Linked DNA regions of Mus musculus: regions 2, 3, 4, 5, 6 and 7 are each linked to region 1. A link is a contact called in public Hi-C, HiCAR-type and promoter capture Hi-C data. All regions are on one chromosome and are shown on one strand. Each heading gives the region's core, a stretch centred on a gene start, on an enhancer-like site or on the middle of the called end of the contact. The rest is flanking DNA. Distances are from core to core; before and after follow the strand shown.

Region 1 (2,738 bases), core at 132-2,631:
TACATCTTTTATTTTAAGTCAATTCTCTTAGCTTGTTATCTATAAAGTGTGAATGACTTCTCGAGACTGCTACAAAAATTAACTTTTAAATGCTTATAATATACCCCCCAAGTCTTCAACTCCTAATATATTAATGCAAAGTGCTTTTTCCCCCCTAGCGACCTGTGATTCTGGCTCCTGTCAATGTCCCATTTGAACCCTGACCTTCGTTGCATTCATAAACTTTGCTTCACTTCTGCAAACCTTAGCAAAAGTGAAGGGAAAAGAGGGTGGCCTGTTTGTTTATTTAGGCTGGCTTGGAACTTGGAGCCATCTTCAGGCCTAGGCCTAGAGGATGAAGAATCTTAAGATGGGTATTTTTAACCTCAAAAACTACGATCTAGGTCACAGTTCTAAGGAACACAAGAGAAACTTCTCAGTCACCCCACCTAGTCACAGCTGGTCAAGATAAGCAGTCACATGGTAAAGGAAGCTGCATAATTTAAGCTTGAGAGGTCTCAAATCGGTATGGGCAGACTTTCAACTGTCCATGACTTCAGCAGTCAATGCGTTGCTGAGGTAACGCCGGCCCAGGTCGCCAACAACAGTGTAGGTTAAAAGTCTTGTTATGATCACAGCAAAGCACCTACACGTCTTTTTTTTTTTTTTTTTTTTTTTTTTTTTGGTGGCCTCCAAGATGACCCGATCCGGGAGCATCTCAAAGAAAGACGATCTGATGGGCAAGGTTCCCAACAAGTGGAAACCCTACCCAAACAGGGCAAAGTGGGTGTGACCAGAGTCAGACGATCAAGACTCAGGGATCCCTCCTGAAGTTTAAAGAACTGAACAGAACCGGTATCAAAGTCCCGGATCGCCATCCTTTTTAAAGAGGACGGAAGGAAAAAAGACTCTTGGAATGGGGTCCAGGCCGCATCGTCCAGATTTTTTTCTCCCTGTCCCTACAAGCCAGACGCCCACTCCCAGGCAGCCCCTTCCAGGGAGCAAATGAGTCTTCCCCGGCTGAGGTCGGGCCCCCTTCCCAGACAGACACGGCTCCTCCGCACCGCAGGCACCCGGGGCTGGGGGTCTCCTTCCGGAAGCGCCACCAGCGGGCGACTCCCGCCGGGCCCCGCGCCCACCCCGCCCGGGCGCGAGCCGGGACATCCCTCCTCGGAGGCCGGAACCGCGCGCCAGGCCCCTCCCACAGGAAGCCGCCGCCCCCCGGCGCCCGCCCCGCGCCGCCCCCGGCCCCTCGCGCCGCCCGCCGCCCCCTGGCTGCCCCGCGCCGCCCGCTCGCTGCCGAGCCCCCCAGTGCCCCCGCGCCACCTACCTGCCGCGGCCACACCAGCGGCGCCTAACTCCGCTCCACTTCCGCCTTCCAGCGCCCGCACTCGGGCCGGGTCACGTGGGCGTGCGCGGTCACCTGACCCGGAAGAGGCTGGCCGGGGCGCGCAGGTGCGGACCACCTAGGACCCGGGCGGCGAGCGTTTGACCCGCTCAGGGCCGGGATTGCAAGGATCACCCGGGCTGTGCCCGAGCAAACGTATAAAATAAGGGCTCACCGGGCCCCGGGGTCTTTATGTATGCCTTTGGAAGCAAGTACAGTTGTTTTCCCGCCATGGTACAGGTGGGAGAAGACCATCCGATCAGTTAAGTCAAGTCTTGAAGGAGTTGCTGGATAAAAAACAGTACGCTCCCCCCCTCCAAACTTGAGTGTCAGATAAACCGTGTAACTCTAAGCATGTCCCCAAATTTGCAAAGGATGTTTTGGTACCACAGATGTATACTGATCAAACTTGAGCATCCCATGTAATGTCGTTAGCTTGTGCCAACTCTGTAAGGCCTTGTTCTCAGTTCTAGAAGTATAAATGCCCTGGCCTTTGTAAGGCATCTGTTGTTCCAAGAAGCAAAACTGGAAAGAGGGACGGGAGTGGAGCATGGGACATGACACACGACAACCTGACACCCTTTCAAAACTTCCGGAGTCCCTACGTGTCTTCCCCATGGGGAACCAACTCCCATCCCCCCCCCCCCGCTCCCCTCCCCTACGGAGTAAACTGAACATTATGAATTAACAAACAGGGAATCTATGTAAGTAACCCTGGCTGACCTGGAACCCAGCGCTGTCCTTGGCCACCTGATTCCTGGCATTGTAGACATACCTCACCGTAGCCTGGACAACAGAAACTTTCTGGGTTTTGCAAGATTGACAGTTGAACGTGACTAGTCCAGGGCGTCCCAACTGACCTATGTTCCCAGCCATTTTGCTTCCTTTCTGGTTTTTATTTGGAACAGGGTCTTATTTTAAATGCTCCAACTGGCCAAGAACTTTTAATTCCATTGCCTTAGCTTCTGAGTAGTTAGGATTACCAGTTTATACCATTGGGGTGGAGGGTTAGGGGTGAGAGAGGAGACAGGTGGGGCAAGATTTTATGTAACCTAGGCTGGCATCCACCACCGAGTTAATTGTTCTGATTACCTGGATTTTTGTTGGGTTTTTGTTAACTGAAATATTACATTTTCATTTGTATTTTATTACATAGATGTTTCTCTTGAAGTGTATCTGTGTACCACCTGTGTGTCCGGTGTCTTTGCTGTGGGGTATCTACCAAGAGAAAGTCTTTATTAGCCACCCTGTGACTACACTGGGTGTTCAGGATCCCTGTGTAGTATCAAGCCTTTCTCGGGGCGAGGTTTTAAGCGCAAAATTCGCGTCCTGGGTCGACATGCTCCAGTTAGCAGAAACAGCAACAGAACTA
Region 2 (2,738 bases), core at 169-2,668, 2.3 Mb before region 1:
ACTAAGAGACCATTCAGCTCGCTCTTCTGTTAACTAATCCCTATAGGAACCAAAAAAGTTATCTTCCTTTCTACCTACGTCAGATTATTATTCTCCAAGGGCAGCTTTCCATGCTCAAGCAAATATAACGCTAAAAGAAAAAAATAAATAAAAAGTATCAGTAAGTGCCCCAAAGCTCAGCTTTCAGAACAGAAAGAAATGCAGAAAGTTATTTTCACAGCTCCTTCGCACCCAAAGCCACTTGGCCTGCTTTAAACCCATTTGCTGCGGAAATACACCCTAGGGTGGTTCGACGGCTCTCCGACACCAAGCCCTAACTGGGAAGCAGAACCGACAGTTCCAGGCAATGAGGAAGAGCCTGAGAATTACTAGAAACCGACGTCCGCAGAACCGAGAGTTGGAGAGGAGAGTGAATAGTGCGGTCTCAGGTGAGTTCTTTAAAAGAAAAAGAGAAAGAAGAAGAAGGAAGAAGAAAAAAAAAAAAGCGAAAGTGTTTGGACCAGAAGTTAGTTGGAAGGTTAGAGGGAGGCGAGGCCGATGTCCGGCTTTCAGTGGACGGCACTGCAGGGACCAGGCAGAATTGCCCCTGCGTGGGAAATGCTCAGAGTTCTCAGATCTGACCCGAGTCCCCAACACAAGAACGCTGATACGTGGCTCCGAGAGGACACGCGGGGGTGGGGCCCGGCCCCGCTAAATCCTAAGCTCCCCGAACGGAGCGAGCTTTCAAAGGAGCCTCGCAGCCTGAGAAAGTCAATGGGTTCAAGGAGGCCTGCGGCGGCCAGACCACGCCAAGGGAAGAGGAAAGCGACCGCGCACGACAGCTCCGGCTCTGAAGCTCCCGAGGTCGGCCCTCAGGAAGTCCAAGCAAGCCCGGGGCTCCCGGGTCCCTCCTGACCCAAACCTGGGTCCTCCTCACCCCCCACCCCCCACAGGCTGAGCCCGGACCCCTGGGACTGACAGGAGGTTTCCGGCCAGACGCTCGCGGCTGCGGCAGAGCCCAAGAGCCGACCCGCCCTCGGTGCCGCGAGTGACACTCACCGGCCCGAAACCTCGAAGGAAACCAGCAGCTTCGGGGGCGGCGGCGGCAGTGGCAGCAGGAACCGAACATCCAAAATGGCGGCTCCCTCGGCCTCAGCACCGCGACTGCAGGCGGAGGGATCCCGGGCGAGGAGGGCGCCTCTACCTCACGCCTCGCGCTTCCCCGGGAGACGCCGCTCCCCGGCTCCCTCTCGCCGGCCGCCCCGCGTCCCTCCGACTGCAGCCCGTGCCGTCTCCCACCCCGGATGACCCGAGGACTCGGCCCCCGCCGAGGACTATTTGCCGAGGAGGAGGCGACTGCGCCGGGCAGAGCGACTCAAAGCGTAGCAAGGGTCGGGGCTGTCACTGATGACGCTCGACGCCGCTGCCGAGTCACCGCTGCGAGGAGTCTGAGCTAGCACGCTCCGGCCCGGCCCTGGAGCCGTCGCACTTTGGTTCCGTTCTGGGGGGAGGGGAAAACTGTGCAGCCAGGAAACGGTGGGGGTCACCTGAGGTGGGCGGAGCTCAGCGAGGGAGCTGGGGAAGGCGGAGAGGAGATGCAGGGGAAAGCGCATAGACATGGTGTGACCAGTTTTGTCCGAAAGGATTCCTAAGTGGTCCTCGTTGGCCAGAGGTTTCTGGTCAACATTAGAAACATGCTCCAAGTGGCTTTGGATTCTAGGGTTTTATGGTATCTTCAATTTTTTTTTTTTTTTTTTTTTTTTTTTTTTGCGAAAACAGGTAAAAAGATGAAACCTAAGAATGGATTCCAAGCACAGCACCACCGCCTTGTGCGGCAATCTCACCTACGATCCAGTCCCCTCCTGTGAGGGGAAAAAAGAATCTGGACAAATGTCAGCTAAAACTCTTCCAGAATAGCTTTTCCATCTATGATTGAATGAACTAATGACCTGAAGCAAAGAAAGTCTAACTAGACAGTTCCTGGCGTGATAAATAATTACTAACTTGTGACCCAAGTCTTTTCCATGTGAACCTAGAGATCCTTGATATCTTGGCCCATTTAAAGGAAAGGTGACCTACCTAGAATAAAATCTTTCCGATAGATTGACAACAAAGGTATCCCAGATGTGAATAAAACACAAGACTACACTGAATACCAAAGACCAGGAACTAAGCAAAAATCCTGAGTTTCAAATTTGAGTGTCATAAACAGGAAGTTGCATCTTTTAGACATTCGTTTTTCATGCAAGGATTTCAAAATACAGACGTTGAGCTGAGTAAGTCTAGCCATACAATTTTGACCTTGAATTTCTGGAGCATGCCAAGTGGCTGGAAAGAAAGGATACCAAGGGCACGATCAAATTTATTAAATATTGGTGTCATATTGATCATAAGGTACCATCGTATGTACAACCTAGCCCGCTAAGCAATCTCGTGAGTCAAAGTAAGTAACCAAAGTTTACAAATAATGAGATTTAAGACTTGAGAAAAACTACAACTGTCTCTCACAATGGAGTCTGCCTTAAGATGTCATCTTACACAGAAAATTCACCACACCCCATATACATATTCCAACCCATACCTACCGGTTTATAGAGCAGAATGCTTACGGAATTCAAATCCTCCTACCTTTCTTCGGGGCATCTGTACAGGGCAGCCCTAGGTACACCCTAAGACTAGAAGAACATCATAATGCTAGCACAGTGCAGATTACTTTGAGCCAGGCCTATGCATGAAACATGCCAAATTCACTGTGAAAT
Region 3 (2,738 bases), core at 107-2,606, 2.3 Mb after region 1:
TCTTTCGGATTCTTAACATTTTAAGAAAAGAAAATTGTTCATCCACTGGGGCCCTTTCTCTCGTCTCTCTCTTCTATTAGGACAGTCTCTCTCTTCTATTAGGACAACAGATAAGTGGAATAGATTTACTCTCGGCTGTACTGGGAGATAGCTTCTCATATAGATTTACCAATCTCGCTTCTCAGAAACAAGCCTATCGCTGATCCCCCTCCAATGATTCTTTACACGTAGGGCTGTATCCTTCCTACAAGCACCCCGATGTCTGGCGGAGGTCACAGCCTAGGCGACAACCTCCGCCAAGCTCCGGTTGGAGCTCCGCTCGGATTGCCGAGCCGGCACTAGGACACGCAAACCATCCCACGAACCGAACCATCGCGGCGGGCCAAGGAGAAGGCGGGTCCGCCCGAGGGCCGAGCCGAGCCGCCCCGCCAGCATCTGCCTCTTTCTTGCTTTTCGAATCCGGACTAAGGAAGTGAGCCTGCGCCCCCGGCTCAGTTCCGGGAGCCGCAGCGTCCGCGGCGCCGTCCGGAACACGCCCGGGGCCGCGCGCAACAAGTGACTGGCGCGCGCCTGGGTCCCCGCGGCCTCCCCGCGCGCACCGGGGGTAGGGTGGGGGGGTCCCTCCCCGGCGACTTACGATCTCCGAGCGACCGTCGCGGCAGGCGTTCTGGAAGCGTGTCTGGCGCTCCTCGTGGGGCCGGTCCCTGAAGCCCGTGTACTTAATCTGCAAGGCAGAGAGACGGCCCCGAAATCAGGAGTCAAATCCGCGGCGGCACCCGCCGGCCCGCCCGCCCGCTCCCCGCGGCTCCGATAAGGGCAAGCAGAGCCTGTGGGCGGACTGCTTGCCGGGGCGAGATTCCCCCTCGGCCGGCGCGCCGTCCCGGGGGCTTCCCGGCAACCGAGCCGCTCAAACTTTTCTCCTCCCCGGGCCCACTCGGGGCGCGCCGAGGCCTCCGCGCCTCCCCAACCGCCTCACCTCGCACTCGCGGCTCAGCTTCCTGAAGAACTCCTCGTTCTCGAACTTGCTCCTCTGGTCCGGGACGACGCGCGGCATCTTCCCGCCCTCAGGCCGCGCCGGCCGGCCGCGCTCCCCAGGCTCGCGCGGGCACCCGCTGGCGGGCTCCGGTGCTGACCGCCTTGACCGCCCACCCGCGGCACCCGGACTCCCGCTTCTCTTTGTTTCAGGAGCCCGCCCGCGTGGCCTCCCGCTCCAGGGAGGCTGAGGTGCGGCCGTGTGCTTGGAGCCCAACCCACGCTACCGCCGCCCGCCTCAGCCGTTGCCGGCCGTCCTCCCTCCCGCCCGCCCGCGCAGACACAGCTTCCAGCCTCCCCCGGCTGCGGCCGCCACTTCCTCTCGCCGCCCTCCTCGCTCTCCCGCCCCGCGCCGGCCCCACCCCTCCTCCTCCTCCTTCTCCTCCTCGCGCGCCCGCCCGCCTCAAACTCTAGCAAACAAGACGCACCATTCACAACTCCACGACCCGCGCCGCGCATGCGCCACCCACCCGCTTGCGGGGCCGCTGGGTTGCAGTGAAACCCTGCTCCTTCCTCAGCACTTCCCCTTGCCTGTCCGCGGGCTTCTCTGCGAACAACCCGCCCAGAAGGGATCCGCCCCTCTCTTAGCAACTAGAAGCGGACCCGCAGACCTTTTTTTTTTTTTTTTTGGCCCTTTGTGAGCGATCTGGAACTTCTTGGCTCCCCAGCCAGCCACGCAGAGTCACCCCCAGAAGGGCCACTTGAATTCAAGGAAACCTAAATCTTAGAGGACTTTGCATACAGGGAGGGATGTGGACTGTGCACTGAAAGGTGGAAGTAAGCATCTAACCAAATCATGGTGTAAAAAGGTGGTGGCTATTGAAACGGGGTTGGCCTTAGGATTCCGTGTAGCTCTGCCTGCAGACAAGGTTTAGACAAGTACCAGACCAGTAAGTCTCAGATTAGTAATTTCTAAAATGCACACTCATAAGTTCATGGCGTTAGTAGGAGAGTGTTTATGTAGATCTAGCACATCATTTAAAGGAAAACTATCTTAATTATATGTAACCGGTTGCCAGTCCATATTTTTACCCAAATGTGCAATCAAACAAGAAAAAAAAAAAAAAATCCAAGATCTGCAAGTTCTAGAGAACTTACCAGAGCAGAAGAAAACCAGACTCGGGGTTTGCAGCAGAGCTTGAGCTAAAGCTGACCCTCAATAAACTCTGATCCTTAAAAATCGCAGTTTGTTAAAAGTTCAGTTCAAGGATGGCAGGTAAGTGCCAACTCTTGGCAGCAGCTGGCCAGATGCTAAGGATTGTGAAAAGATACTCATAAGTCACTGGAATCAGTTCTGAGGTCAGTTGTTAATGCCTGCTTGAATACAGATTTTGGCAGAATTTCACTGCTAGTCCAGCCCAATCTCATTTATTAGATAGGGACCTAAACGTGGGTAAGGAACTGTCCTAGTTTGCCATAGACAGCTCTCATTTTTAGCAATGACCTCCCCCCGCCCCCCAAGCCTTCTGAAGCTGCTCAGTCCCTAACAAACTAGGAGGGTTAATCATCTTAACTGAAGTCTGGAGAGTTGATTACCCAAAATTAAAGGTTTGTTGGTGGGAGTGGTGTGTGTGTGTGTGTGTGTGTGTGTGTGTGTGTGTGTGTGTTTTGAGTAAAACATACTGCCATGATAAAACACCATGTCCAAGGCACGTTATAAGAAGAGTTTGTGTGAGCTTACCACTCCAGAGGGTTAGAATCCCTGA
Region 4 (2,738 bases), core at 129-2,628, 2.3 Mb before region 1:
ACATTCATCTGAAAAAAAAAAAGGATTGGTTAGTTTGAAACTGTATCTAAACAATGTCCACACACATTCGCACCTTCGGTTGGGTTGTCCCTAGGCACTTTAAATATGAACAACCTGCCCCTTAAGTGCTGCGATACTTTTCTATCATCGGAGCCAAACAACAGCCATCTTCAGGAATGTAGCTGTGCCCAAAGATCATCATATTTGAAGGAGGGGCCAAGAGGGTCTTGGAACCCTCACCTGGGTATGCCTGCAATCGATACCAGCTGTTGAACGTACTTCCGCCCTAATTACGTGTAGCCTGGGGAGGGGCTAGAGTGTGGGCTGGAGAGCAGTAGGGAAGTGGGCTCCATCCATGCCAGGAAGCCTTCATTTCTACTGGATACTTTCCAGTGCAAGCTTATTTGAAGGAGAGTGATTACTCACTTGCTTGTTAAGTGACTTGTCACCTATGGTCTGTAAATGAGCCCAATAAACTAATTTGTGCTTCAGGGGAAATTTTTCTATCATTGTACTTTGTTGTTGGGACTGTGTGTGTAGAAAGTGTTAGCCACAAATGTCATGATCTCATTGCAGAACTACAATTTTTCTATGCAAATATTTTGCTGGGGGAACGATCTGAACATTTTATGGGAACCAAATATTGTGTAATTCTAAGGTCCTAGTATCCTGGAGCTTTGAACAGCGGCACATGGTTACAAGCCAGTTATTTTCAATTCATATTATCCTCCCAAAGTAACCTGCAGTCCTCGTTTTACCACTGACCCAAGACAAGCCACAGTTTTGGTCTTGATAGCTGTGGCCTCATAGCAGGGCCAAGAGCCAGAGAACAGGAAGGCTCTTTCTCGCTTTCAAGCCCAGAAAAGCCTCTGAATACAGATACAAAATAAGAGCGAGAGTGGAGGCTGTGCAGAGTACATTAGTGAAGGTGCGGGGCGGACAGTGTCGGTGGAAAGAGAGGCGGTGGAGGAAAGTCGGCTCCACAGCGCTGAATCTCGCCCAACCATCCCTCCGAGGTCGGAGTCCCAGGACCGACCGACCGACCGACCGACCGACCGGTGAGCTAAGTGGGGAAGCCAGACTCCGCTCGGATCCGCGGGCGTTTGCGAGACAGTCTGCAGCCGGTTTTTCCAGGGGCTGGAAGAATCTGGAACAAGGGTACCGGGCACAGAATCCAGGAGAAGCCTCCACCCGCCCCGCCGCGCCCGGGGCAAATTGCAAGGCGCGCCCTTAGCAAATGACTCAACCCACTGCGTGACGTTAAGTGTCACAAGTCAGGTCCCACGCCTCCGCCGTGGGAAATAGTCCCTCGCTCCGCCCCTTGTTGTGTGCGCAGCCAATCCCTGCTAGGTAGGGCGTGGCTAACACCGCCCCCTTGGATTCCTCCGCTCGAGTCCGCGGTGGGGAGGTCGAGGGAGTCGCCATTTTGGATGCCGAGCGGCTCCTCGGAAGTCGGCTTCTTCCGTTTTCACGTCCGGATCCCTCCAGGTGAGCGTGCCCTCCTTAGACCTAAGCATCTTTGTCTCCCTCTTCCATCTACGTCCCGCTTTTACGGAACCCCAGCGTTAGTCTGTAGGACCGTGAGGACAAGCCGTCCGCGCCGTGTCAGCGGGGGAAGCCCTGGCAGTCGGGGTCAGGCCTGAGGTCGGGCTCCGGCCGTGGGAGGAGGTGGGACCGCCTAGACAGGTGCTGGCGTCGCTGTTGCCCCCGGCATGAGCCGGGCACTGAGGAGACACCCCTCTGCAGTGCGGTCGGGTCGGGACCCTGAGGGAGGCCTTGTCCCCACCGCCGCGGTTGCTGCGGGGTGAGTCAGACCAGGAGAGCCCGAGGGAGCGCTCCTCTTCCGGGTCCTGGGGTCAGGCGTGGCCCTCAGGACCTTGAACTTGAGCTAGGATGCGGACCGGACCAGGGCTGCGGCCGACTGATGTCAGGGGGAGGCTACGGGGGCTTATTGTGTACAGTCTGTTGTTGTTGAATGGCTCCCGGGAGGAGACTGTCATTTCTTTTGTTGTGCCTTCTTGGTGTTTGTTCTGGTTTTGTTTGTTTTTGTTTTTGTTTTTGTTTTTTTGTTCTTACGAGAACAAAACAGTATAATCCCTCCATCAAACAATCAACCTGTGTTTCATTGTTTCAGTCAGACTTTTCCATTTCCATATGCATGTCTTTTTCCAGCTTAGTAAAATATTAGTCGGTACATTTGTTAACATCTCACACCCTTCAAGGTTTTTTGACCTTCGTGGGGGAACTTCACCGCATCCTTGTGTTTAAGTCACGCGGCTTCTTAACATTTTCACTTGATAAAAACAATGCTTTCTTCCCCTGATTACTTTCGTAGCCTTTCTCTTTTTCTTCTTGTGCCTCTGGTTTCTAACAAGACCCGAGCCTCTAGAGTCCTTAAGTAGACTCTGATCCACTTAATTTAGGCTCTAATCGGGATCAGGTCCCAATTATATGTAACCTTTTGTGGTTTAAAGTGCCAACACTTCCCAAAACGAAGTGTAGTCTATGAAAATTATTTCATGTGGAACCCTTAAATTACTGATAACGAGGTTTCCTTTTTTTTTTCTTTAAATATTTATTTTATGTGTATGGTGTTTTGCCTAGACCCTTTATCTAGGGTCCCAGGCATATCTGCATCATGAGTGTGCTTGGTGCCTGTGGAGTTCAAAGAGGGTTTCAGATCCCCTGGAACTAGAGTTATTGGGCCGTTGTGAGCCACCGTGGGGGTGTTGAGAATT
Region 5 (2,738 bases), core at 60-2,559, 2.2 Mb after region 1:
CATGTTCATAGCAGATTAAATTTTGAGAAGTCTACAGGAACAGGCAGTCTAAGTTCTGAGAACCAAGAGCCCTTGATGAAACTGGCTTTTATAATGGGCAAGAAAGAGGCAGGCAGCCACCAAGCCCCAGCAATCTACCCAGCTAGGTAATTCCAATATGCTGTCTCTATAGACAGAGTCGTCTACATTCAAGGATAAGCCATAAACAAATGGAGCAGCTGACTCAGTCCAAGAGCTCCCAGTAGAGAGACAGAGGTTGAGGCCCACACAAACAAGCAGCAGGAACACCTTTTCCCAGCCCCTTCGCTTAGTGCTGCCACTAAGTAAACACACTGGAGTCACTAAATGCAAATACTCTTGTTCACATACGAAGGCCAACTCTCCCCAAGTGACCTAACTGATTTGTCTACCAAGCCAATGTGTAATTTCCACTTCACTCAATTTCAACTTTTAACTCTGGTATCTGGTATTGCGACACCACACGTTAAGAGTACATTTCAAAAGAGAAGAAAACAAGTCGAGAGTTCCTTTTAGAAAAGCAAGCTCATTCCCCCACCACCCCCATCTGATTGTGAGGCATGAGCTTAGGTTTCCCCCACTCCCCTAAAACCAGAGAGAGACAGATCAGAGACCAGAGTGTTGATTAGGTGTGCTACCTAGTTCTTAACTATTAGAGTCAGCAAAATGGGCATAATACTATCGATATTCAGACTTCAGGGAGTTGTATTAGAGATAAATTCAAAAGAGCAGGACCTTCCCACTCCACTAAGTATTTGGTGTGTACTGGCTATTACTATCATAGAGGTCCAAAGAAGGACCCTGCTGAGACATCGCTGATCCTATGACAGACGGGAGGAGCGGGATTCTAAAGCCCGGAGCCGAAAGACTAAAGGGTGAGAAAAGGCGAAGAACCGCGGGCGCAGGGGCATCTGGGGCAGGAACCAGAAGCGGAAGGGACTAGGGAGAATTAAGGGCCAGCCAACAGGATCCCAAAAGACCCCACACTCACCCAGAGTGAATTCCCATTGCTCGTTCCCCAGAGAGCGTTCAGGCACCACCTCCAGGTCCAGCATTGGGTCGGTTCGCTGGGCCGGGCGGCCTCCCTGCGGCAGCGCAGACAGGACCCGGCCTGAGGAGAGCACGCAGCTGCTGACTGGTCGCTCTCGCCAGCCCGCGGACGTCCGGCTCTCCACTCGGTTCCGGGCGGCGACGGCAGCACGAACACAACAACACACTTCACCTCCCTTCAACCTCCCGGGCAGCAGCCCCGGCAGGAGAGGCTGTAGCAACAGCAGCGCCCAGAGCAACTGCAGCAAAAGTGGCGTGCCGGGCCGTAAAGCGTGGCAAAGGCGGGGCTAAATCATGAAGGCGGGGCTTGAGGCGGAGTCGCGCACGCGCAAACTCTGGATCAGAGGCCAGACCCGCGCGGGTAGAGCTGGAGGGAAGAGCAGCTGCTTTAGAACTTAGGGGCCACATTCCAGAGGTCCTGAAACTGCACAGCGCACCATATATGCCTACGCAAGAAAAGGCACAAGGCGGGAAACATGTCACACAAAAATAAAGTCTTCCGTCTGCACACTTGTCCCACTAATCTGCACTAGGAACAAAACGGACAGGAAGGACCCAGTCCCAGAGACTCACGGCCCCGCGGACCATTATCAAGCTTGTCACGTACTGACGCTGGCTGCCACTGCCTAAATTGTTCAGAAACCTACTCTCCTTGGACCCAGTGGTCTCTGAGCAGGGTCCACCTCAGAGTCGAGGATGTATGAGTCCGTTGGCAAGGGTTAGAGCGAGAGGATTTGAGTTAGAAGGCTGAAGAGTTCCGGGCCAGGTCTCATTTCCAGAAATGCTCAACCTAGGGAATACTTTCTAAGCACAGAGGCTGCCTCCTGCAGCTCCGCCTGGAGTCACCATTGCTGCTTGCCAATGCTTTATGGTAGTGACTAAAGCTCTTAAGTGTTCTGTGCCTCCGTTTCCAGTGAGTAGAAGAGGGGCTCCTCTAGTTATTCAGCCAGAATTTTCGGCTTGCTTGCTCTAGGGCACCCTAAAATTAAAAGGCAGCTGAGGCCTCTTTTGATGACAAGACCTCACACCCTCAGTCTCATTTTATAGACGAATAAATGAGGCACAAGGAGGGTAAAGACTTTACCCAAGCTTCCTTGATCCTAGGCAGCAAAGCTCGATTCCCATTATGTTTCCTAAGGGTAGTATTTAGCAGGGAACTAAGTGACAGACTAAATACTCAAACTGGCTATAAAGAAGCCTAACAGTGGATACGTCACAAAATTTCAAGTCAGTGCTATGGGATTAAACAAAATAAAATAAAAATAGTAGAACGTCTTTGAGAAGCATTGCTGCACGCCAAAACAACTGGGTCACTGGGCTGTCTGTCCAGTGGGAAAGTGGCTGCAGAAACGCTGACGTGTGTAGCTAGCTATGTTTAGAGGCTGGGTGTGCTGATTTGTGCCTGCTTGGAATCCCAGCAGTTGGGAGTGAGGCAGTAAAGAAGTTCAAGGTTAGGCCAGCCTGGTCTACAAAGTGAGCTCAGGACAGCCAGGGCTATACAGAGAAACCCTGTCTCGAAAAACAAAAAACAAAAAACAAACAAACAAAAAAAGAAGTTCAAGGTCGGGCTGGAGAGATGGCTCAGCTGTTTAGAGAAGTCAGTGCTCTTCCAGAGGTCCTGAGTTCAATTCCCAGCAACGACATGGTGGCTCACAACCATCTGTAATGGG
Region 6 (2,738 bases), core at 163-2,662, 2.2 Mb before region 1:
GACAGCCTGAGTTCTGTCCCCAGAAAGCACATGATGCAAAGACAGGACTGATTCCTGCGAGTTGTACCCTGATCTTTATACATGTACCATGCCCCCGCCCCCACCCCCCCCCAGAGTTATTTACTGGCCTACACATGTCTGCCATAGCAGGCTGCTGTCTGAACTCTCTCACACACAGAACAACAAATTTAAAACAAACAAACAAACATTCAATCACTAACCCAAACTCCTAGATACGTCACTTCTAGGTATAGTCCCTAAATAATCCAAGCTGGCATATGACCGAGGTACCTGTATATCTATGTTTTTTGGAGCAATATTCACAACAGCCAGTTTATGGAAGCAGTAACAGACAAACAGATCAAGATAATGATATATATGATACATATATGGTATGGAACAACATTCAACCATTAGAAAGAATAAAATGAGGTAATTTACAGGAAAATGTATGGGACTGGAGATCATGTTACATGAAGCAAGCCAATCTCAGACTGCTAAATATGCTTTTTTTCTTGTATGCAGGATACAGACCTTAAAAGGACTTATTTTTAGAATTTATGTGTACACACACACACATCTACCTGTTGGTATGGGAAAACCAGTACAGTGCCCCAGAAGAAATGTGGTCCTGGAGTTACAGGCAGTTGTGAGCTACCTGATGTGGGTGCTGGAAACGGAACTTGGGTCCTCGCCAAGAACATCAAGTGCTAACAGCTGAGCTATCTCTCCAGCCTCCTGTAACCTGACCCAAATTATGACCTAAAGTGGGGAAGTATTATTCCAGAAAAGGAAGGGGACCAGTGGGAAGGGGGACAATAGGATACAAACATAAGGTTAAGGGCCAGAGTACGTGGGTCCAATCATCTGTAACTACCGTTCCAGAGGATTCAATGCCCTCCTCTGGCCTCTGTAAACGCTTGGCACAGAGGCACTTGAGTGCTGAGGCAGGATTGGTTTTTAGAAAAACCTGGCCTACACCATAAGATTATCTTAAAAATAAAACCATATTTACTTATCAACACCTCAGAGTTTACTTTTAAAACCAGTGGGTAAATTTTTGTGTGTTTGCATGAGTGTACTTTTTTTTTCCTTCTCCCTGTAGAGACAGGGTTTCTCCATGTTGTAGCCTAGGCTCTCCTGGAACTCATTCTGTAGACCAGGCTGGCCTCAAACTCACAGAGATATGCTTGCCTTTGCCTGCCAAGCGCTGGGATTAAAGGCCGGCGCCACCACTGCCCTGATAAAACAGAATTCTTAGGATTTCTGTTTCAGAAAGGGGGCTATGAAAGCCATACCGCAGCACCGGCATAAAGACAACCGTGCGGAACCTTCGGGCTGCATCGCCCTTTGTTTCCTTCCCAGGGACAGGGAAGCATTAGGGTAGTGCGCACTACCGGGCGCTGGGGTTGGTCTGCAGATTTCGGAAGCGTCTGCTCCCCACTCGAGACTTCCGGAAGCCTCCTCCTCACGGTTGCACCGAAGGAAGGGTGCGCGACTTCAGAGCAGCGTCCCTTAGGAGGCGCGACAGCGACAAGACAGAAAGTAGGCACGTCCCGCCACGGAGCCTGACTCCGGGCAGAGCGCACGCGTTCGGCTGTCCAATCAACGTCTAGGGGCGGGCCGGCTGGTGGGGCTTGGGAGATAGGTGGAGCCGAGCCCACATTCTCCAATGGGATGCAGGCAGAGGCGGGCTTAATGGCAGAAGGAGCATGGCGTGGAGACAGCTGAGAGTGAGTCCTGCGCGGGGAAGCTCATTCGTGGTGTGGATAACCGGCAGGGAGGGGGATGAGGCTGGGAAACTGAAAGGCTGGGACCCTTGAAGTGTGACCTGCACGTGCACAGCTAAGGGCATGCAAAAAGCAAGCGTATGTGGGCAGAGGCTAGGCTGAACCTGAGAGATACGCGGGCATTTTTTTTTTTTTTAAATTGATCCAAGTATCGGGCCTTTGTGAGGACACGATCGCCTACGCTCCAAGGAGGGATGAAATAAGACATAAGGCCACCCTTTTGGATCAAGTGTGGTCAGAATGGAAGTTCCATGTGAAGAGTTCTTAGTTGTGACCCTGGTCTGGAAAAAGGGCACAGATACTGGTGCTTGACTTGAGGAATTTCTGCAAACTCCCCGAGGAGGGAGAATGAATACTTGGTTTGTGTTGCAGGCAAATCTGATCATATCTGCTACTTCCTTGTTTAGTGGACAAATCCCATTAAAAAAAAAAAAAAAAGTGTAGGCGCGCGCGCACGTGCGTGTGTGCACACGTGAGTGCAGATACCCTCTGAGACCAGAGGGTTTTGGATCCTCTAGAGCTCCAGTTGTGAGCCGCCTGACATGGGAGCTGGAACCGAACTCAGTTCCTCTGGCAGAGCAGCACGTGCACTTAAACCAAATCTGTTAGCCAAATGTTGGCTGACGCCTCTCTTCTTTTCTCCTGTTTCATTTAAAGCAGTGTTTTCCTTTTAGTTCCAAGCAGCCGTCTATCCCTCCCCCATGCCTTGGCCCCTCTCATTGGCCTCATCCACCTAGAGATCTCTTCTCCAGCTGCTATCTCCTCTTTAGCTTGTGTCTAACCTTTGAAAGTCAGCTTTTACTCGCTTCCTCAAGATCCTTCCATGATTTATCCCTTCATGTCACTTGTCATGGCTCTATGTTTATGTGGCCATTAGTTTGTCTCTTGGGTTACACTCTCCTGAAGAACAGGTTTGCTTGCCTTTGGTGAAGGATCGAATGAGTGCAT
Region 7 (2,738 bases), core at 94-2,593, 2.1 Mb after region 1:
CACAAGAGGGCATTGGATCCACTCAATGAGAAGGTTTCGAGCTACCATGTGGTGCCCCTGGAGTGGAACCGAGGTCCTCTGTAAGAGCGACAAGTGCTCTGACCACTCAGTCCCTGGATACTTTGGGGGGAGGAGGGCAGTGTTTGCTGGCGATGCTGGCAGAGCCTAGCCAAGGGCTCCACCACGGCGCTACACCTGCTCTCACTCTCTCGAATGAGACTTCAGTCTTTCTGTGGGGCTCTGGTTACCACTCAACACTCTGACCTCAGTCTTCCAAATAGCTAGAAATACAGTTATATGCCACTATGGCCAGCTTCACTTATTAACCCCATCACCCCTTTTTATTTTTATTTTTAATTTTTTTTTTTGAGATAGGATTTCTTTGTTACTCAAAGCTAACTTCAAACCGCCCATCTTTCTGCCTGAGCCTCCCTGGTGCAGGGATTACAGGCTGGTGTCTGCCTGGCTTCATTTCTTTACAACGTTCTCTTTTGGAGCCTTGGCTGTCATTTGCCAGCGCTCCTAATCAGATAGGAATGAGAGGGCAGAGAAAGCACAAGGCAAGCAACTTACGTTGGCTCCCAGTATGATCCGAAGGTAAAACTTGAGAGTTTCTTTGTTCTCTTCAAATATCTGTTTCTTCCCTCTGGTACCCACTTTTCCTTTGGGCTGCGGAGGGTTGGTGAGATGCTGTCAGAGCTGTTTTGCCTCAGTCCTCCTCACTCCCTGTACCAGCCTGGTTACCTGCAGCTTTATCTACCCCGCAGCCAAGTCCTTAGCGTGCTTTGTCAACCCTAGCAATCCCTGAGATACCGACCACTCCTCTAGTCCATCTTCCTAATATAGTTAGGACACCGACTTTACTGTACCCCCAGTTATGATCGCCTAATGCTCACCCCAAAACAATTCAAATTACGTTAGTATCTTCTTTGGCTTTCCTCGTAAGGTTCAGCTTTGGGTTGAGATCCTCTCCGGGAAAACTCCAGCGGAACTTAATGGCGTCCCTCTGGGGTAGTGGTTTAGATCTGGAACTGGCAACTACCCTCGCCCGCGCCCGCCCTAGCCTCCAACACTAGTCCTGGTGTAGTCCTGCACGGCCACTCTCCCCGCATCCCGTTCGGTCTAGCACAGTCCATTGGGTGGCGCCCCTCTCTGGCCCAGTGCCTTATGCCTTCGAGCCCTTCTGTTTTTACTTTCCCAACATCGGGAAAGCTTTGCCGGTGCAGACCACGCCTTGTCCCTTACCGCCATGGTGCGCAGCAGACACCCAGCCACTGAAACAAGGGCGAGTAACTGGAACTGCAGTCAGTAGACACCACATCGGCAGCACATGCACTTCCGGTAAAGAGCGCAATCGTTCGCTCCTGGGCGGAAGTGGATTTCATTTCCTTCCGAAGCCCCGCCCCCTGAGTCGGTGGGACTACACTTCCCAGAAAACCTTGCGTGGGGGCGGAGACGGCAGAACTGCGATGGCGGACTCGCTGCCTCTGGAGGTGAGAGGAAGCGAGCGGTCCTTCAGGCCTTGGTCGGGGACAGGCCCCGCCTTCGGGGTCCCGAGCTTTGGGGAAAGGCTATCTGACAGCTCGCCCGGCACCTCCCGCCAGGCGGAAACGAGCCGCCCGGCGGATCCCACGACCTGAAAACTCTGGGTAACGGTCCTCTTTGGGGCCACTTCGACCCCTTCGGTTGGGATACCATTCCCTCTTTACCCATTGGCCCCAGAAGATGGCTGCTCTGTCACCTCAATGAGGACGGACTCACTGCCCATCCCTTTCCCTTGAGATGGCCGTTCCCTCCCCCTCAGTTCTAGAAGATGTCCGCTCCACCGTCCCTGAAGGGTAATCAATTTTATCCCCATTGGCCCCTTGGAATGGTCGTTCCATTTCCTCCACCCCTCCCCCACCGTCCTCGCAGTTGGAAATAGACTGCTCCCGCCCCCTAGTTCTGGGGACCATACCCAATGTCCTTAATGTAAGACAAGCCTGCTCCTCATTCTAGACCCCTAGTGATGGCTGCCCCTGTATTATTCAACCCCATGGGGTGTTTGTTCCTTTAGCCAGGGGCAAGGAGATACAGATGCAGGCTTTGTGTCTTGCACCTTTTTTGAAATGGCTTCTCTATCCATTTTGCCCTGAGGGTTGGCAACCCCCTCTCGTTGCCCTAGGAAGTCAGGCCTTTTCCCTTGAGTCGTGACATCCTATTCCCTTTTGGCCCCAGAAGGTATCTATTCATCCCTGTAAACCCCATGGGTTACCAGTAGTAGTAATCTTTTGGGGTGCTCTCATGGGATGACCACTCCACCCCTATCTCTACTCCTCTAGTGCTAGAAAGGCATTTCTCAGGATAATGAATTATGTATGATCCTTTCCATTAAGACATGTTGTCCTTTAGCATGGCTCCCAGGGTTGATCATTCAGAAGATAGGTCAGCCACTCTCTTAGTCCAGTCTTCCCTCTTAGCCCCCTAGGGATGGGGGCTTAGTCATCCCAGTCCCATCCATACTCTTCCTCATGTCTCTCCTCTCTGGTCCTAGTCATTTTCCTCTGAATAGTAATCTCCTTTATCCCCCACCCCTTCCCTGAGCAAACCTTTGGTGAAAGTAGAGGCAAAGGACTATCTTTAGTCCAGTAAATACTGGGTGAGTACTGCGTATGTACTTAGCATCTGAGAAGAAAGGAGAAAACACAGCGGGGCTAGTGAAGTCACTGTAGAAGGACTTTGCAGAAAGAGCCCCACAT

What was found. Promoter capture Hi-C pulls out the DNA fragments that hold promoters and counts their contacts. A called contact is a pair of places that touch in the nucleus more often than the background predicts. HiCAR-type assays count read pairs that join an accessible place to other places.
Region 2: a contact with region 1 is called in a promoter capture Hi-C map of pre-B cells, with 9 times the contacts expected there. The contact joins the promoter of Ap1g1 here to the promoter of Wwp2 in region 1. A contact is called at or near these places in 8 of 39 promoter capture datasets (the C10 cell line, the HPC-7 cell line, cranial neural crest and 4 more) and 4 of 115 datasets of contacts at active chromatin or transcription factors (embryonic stem cells, extraembryonic endoderm stem cells, kidney and 1 more).
Region 3: a promoter capture Hi-C map of pre-B cells shows a contact between it and region 1, with 5 times the contacts expected there. The contact joins the promoter of Cbfb here to the promoter of Wwp2 in region 1. A contact is called at or near these places in 1 of 39 promoter capture datasets (pre-B cells) and 1 of 9 other capture datasets (liver).
Region 4: a Hi-C map of B cells shows a contact between it and region 1, with 9 read pairs. The contact joins the promoter of Ist1 here to the promoter of Wwp2 in region 1. A contact is called at or near these places in 10 of 39 promoter capture datasets (the C10 cell line, cranial neural crest, frontonasal cranial neural crest and 6 more), 1 of 484 Hi-C or Micro-C datasets (B cells), 6 of 115 datasets of contacts at active chromatin or transcription factors (acute myeloid leukemia, astrocytes, embryonic hindbrain and 3 more) and 1 of 9 other capture datasets (adipose tissue).
Region 5: a promoter capture Hi-C map of pre-B cells shows a contact between it and region 1, with 4 times the contacts expected there. The contact joins the promoter of D230025D16Rik here to the promoter of Wwp2 in region 1. A contact is called at or near these places in 1 of 39 promoter capture datasets (pre-B cells), 1 of 115 datasets of contacts at active chromatin or transcription factors (regulatory T cell precursor) and 1 of 9 other capture datasets (liver).
Region 6: a contact with region 1 is called in a HiCAR-type map of astrocytes, with 10 times the contacts expected there. The contact joins the promoter of Dhodh here to the promoter of Wwp2 in region 1. A contact is called at or near these places in 11 of 39 promoter capture datasets (the 3T3-L1 cell line, the C10 cell line, cranial neural crest and 8 more), 11 of 115 datasets of contacts at active chromatin or transcription factors (the 230-238 cell line, T-cell acute lymphoblastic leukemia, astrocytes and 8 more) and 1 of 9 other capture datasets (liver).
Region 7: a contact with region 1 is called in a promoter capture Hi-C map of pre-B cells, with 2.9 times the contacts expected there. The contact joins the promoter of Tmem208 here to the promoter of Wwp2 in region 1. A contact is called at or near these places in 1 of 39 promoter capture datasets (pre-B cells) and 1 of 9 other capture datasets (adipose tissue).

What each region holds. Positions count from the first base shown.
Region 1 is chr8:107,435,013-107,437,750 of GRCm38.p6, reverse strand. It overlaps Wwp2 (WW domain containing E3 ubiquitin protein ligase 2), which reads right to left and starts at 1,381. Exons shown (of 24, transcript NM_025830.4): 1 at 1,310-1,381.
Region 2 is chr8:109,777,263-109,780,000 of GRCm38.p6, reverse strand. Ap1g1 (adaptor protein complex AP-1, gamma 1 subunit) reads right to left here and starts at 1,418. Exons shown (of 24, transcript NM_009677.6): 1 at 1,039-1,418.
Region 3 is chr8:105,169,292-105,172,029 of GRCm38.p6, reverse strand. Cbfb (core binding factor beta) reads right to left here and starts at 1,356. Exons shown (of 6, transcript NM_001161458.1): 1 at 977-1,356; 2 at 638-724. The coding sequence starts at 1,054.
Region 4 is chr8:109,691,934-109,694,671 of GRCm38.p6, reverse strand. Ist1 (increased sodium tolerance 1 homolog (yeast)) reads left to right here and starts at 1,378. Exons shown (of 10, transcript NM_028018.2): 1 at 1,378-1,488.
Region 5 is chr8:105,223,758-105,226,495 of GRCm38.p6, reverse strand. It overlaps D230025D16Rik (RIKEN cDNA D230025D16 gene), which reads right to left and starts at 1,309. Exons shown (of 16, transcript NM_145604.3): 1 at 1,010-1,309. The coding sequence starts at 1,073.
Region 6 is chr8:109,607,347-109,610,084 of GRCm38.p6, reverse strand. It overlaps Dhodh (dihydroorotate dehydrogenase), which reads left to right and starts at 1,412. Exons shown (of 9, transcript NM_020046.3): 1 at 1,412-1,733. The coding sequence starts at 1,713.
Region 7 is chr8:105,324,982-105,327,719 of GRCm38.p6, reverse strand. Tmem208 (transmembrane protein 208) reads right to left here and starts at 1,343. Exons shown (of 6, transcript NM_025486.3): 1 at 1,246-1,343; 2 at 574-669. The coding sequence starts at 1,251. It overlaps Lrrc29 (leucine rich repeat containing 29), which reads left to right and starts at 1,452. Exons shown (of 7, transcript NM_001368408.1): 1 at 1,452-1,493. The coding sequence starts at 1,470.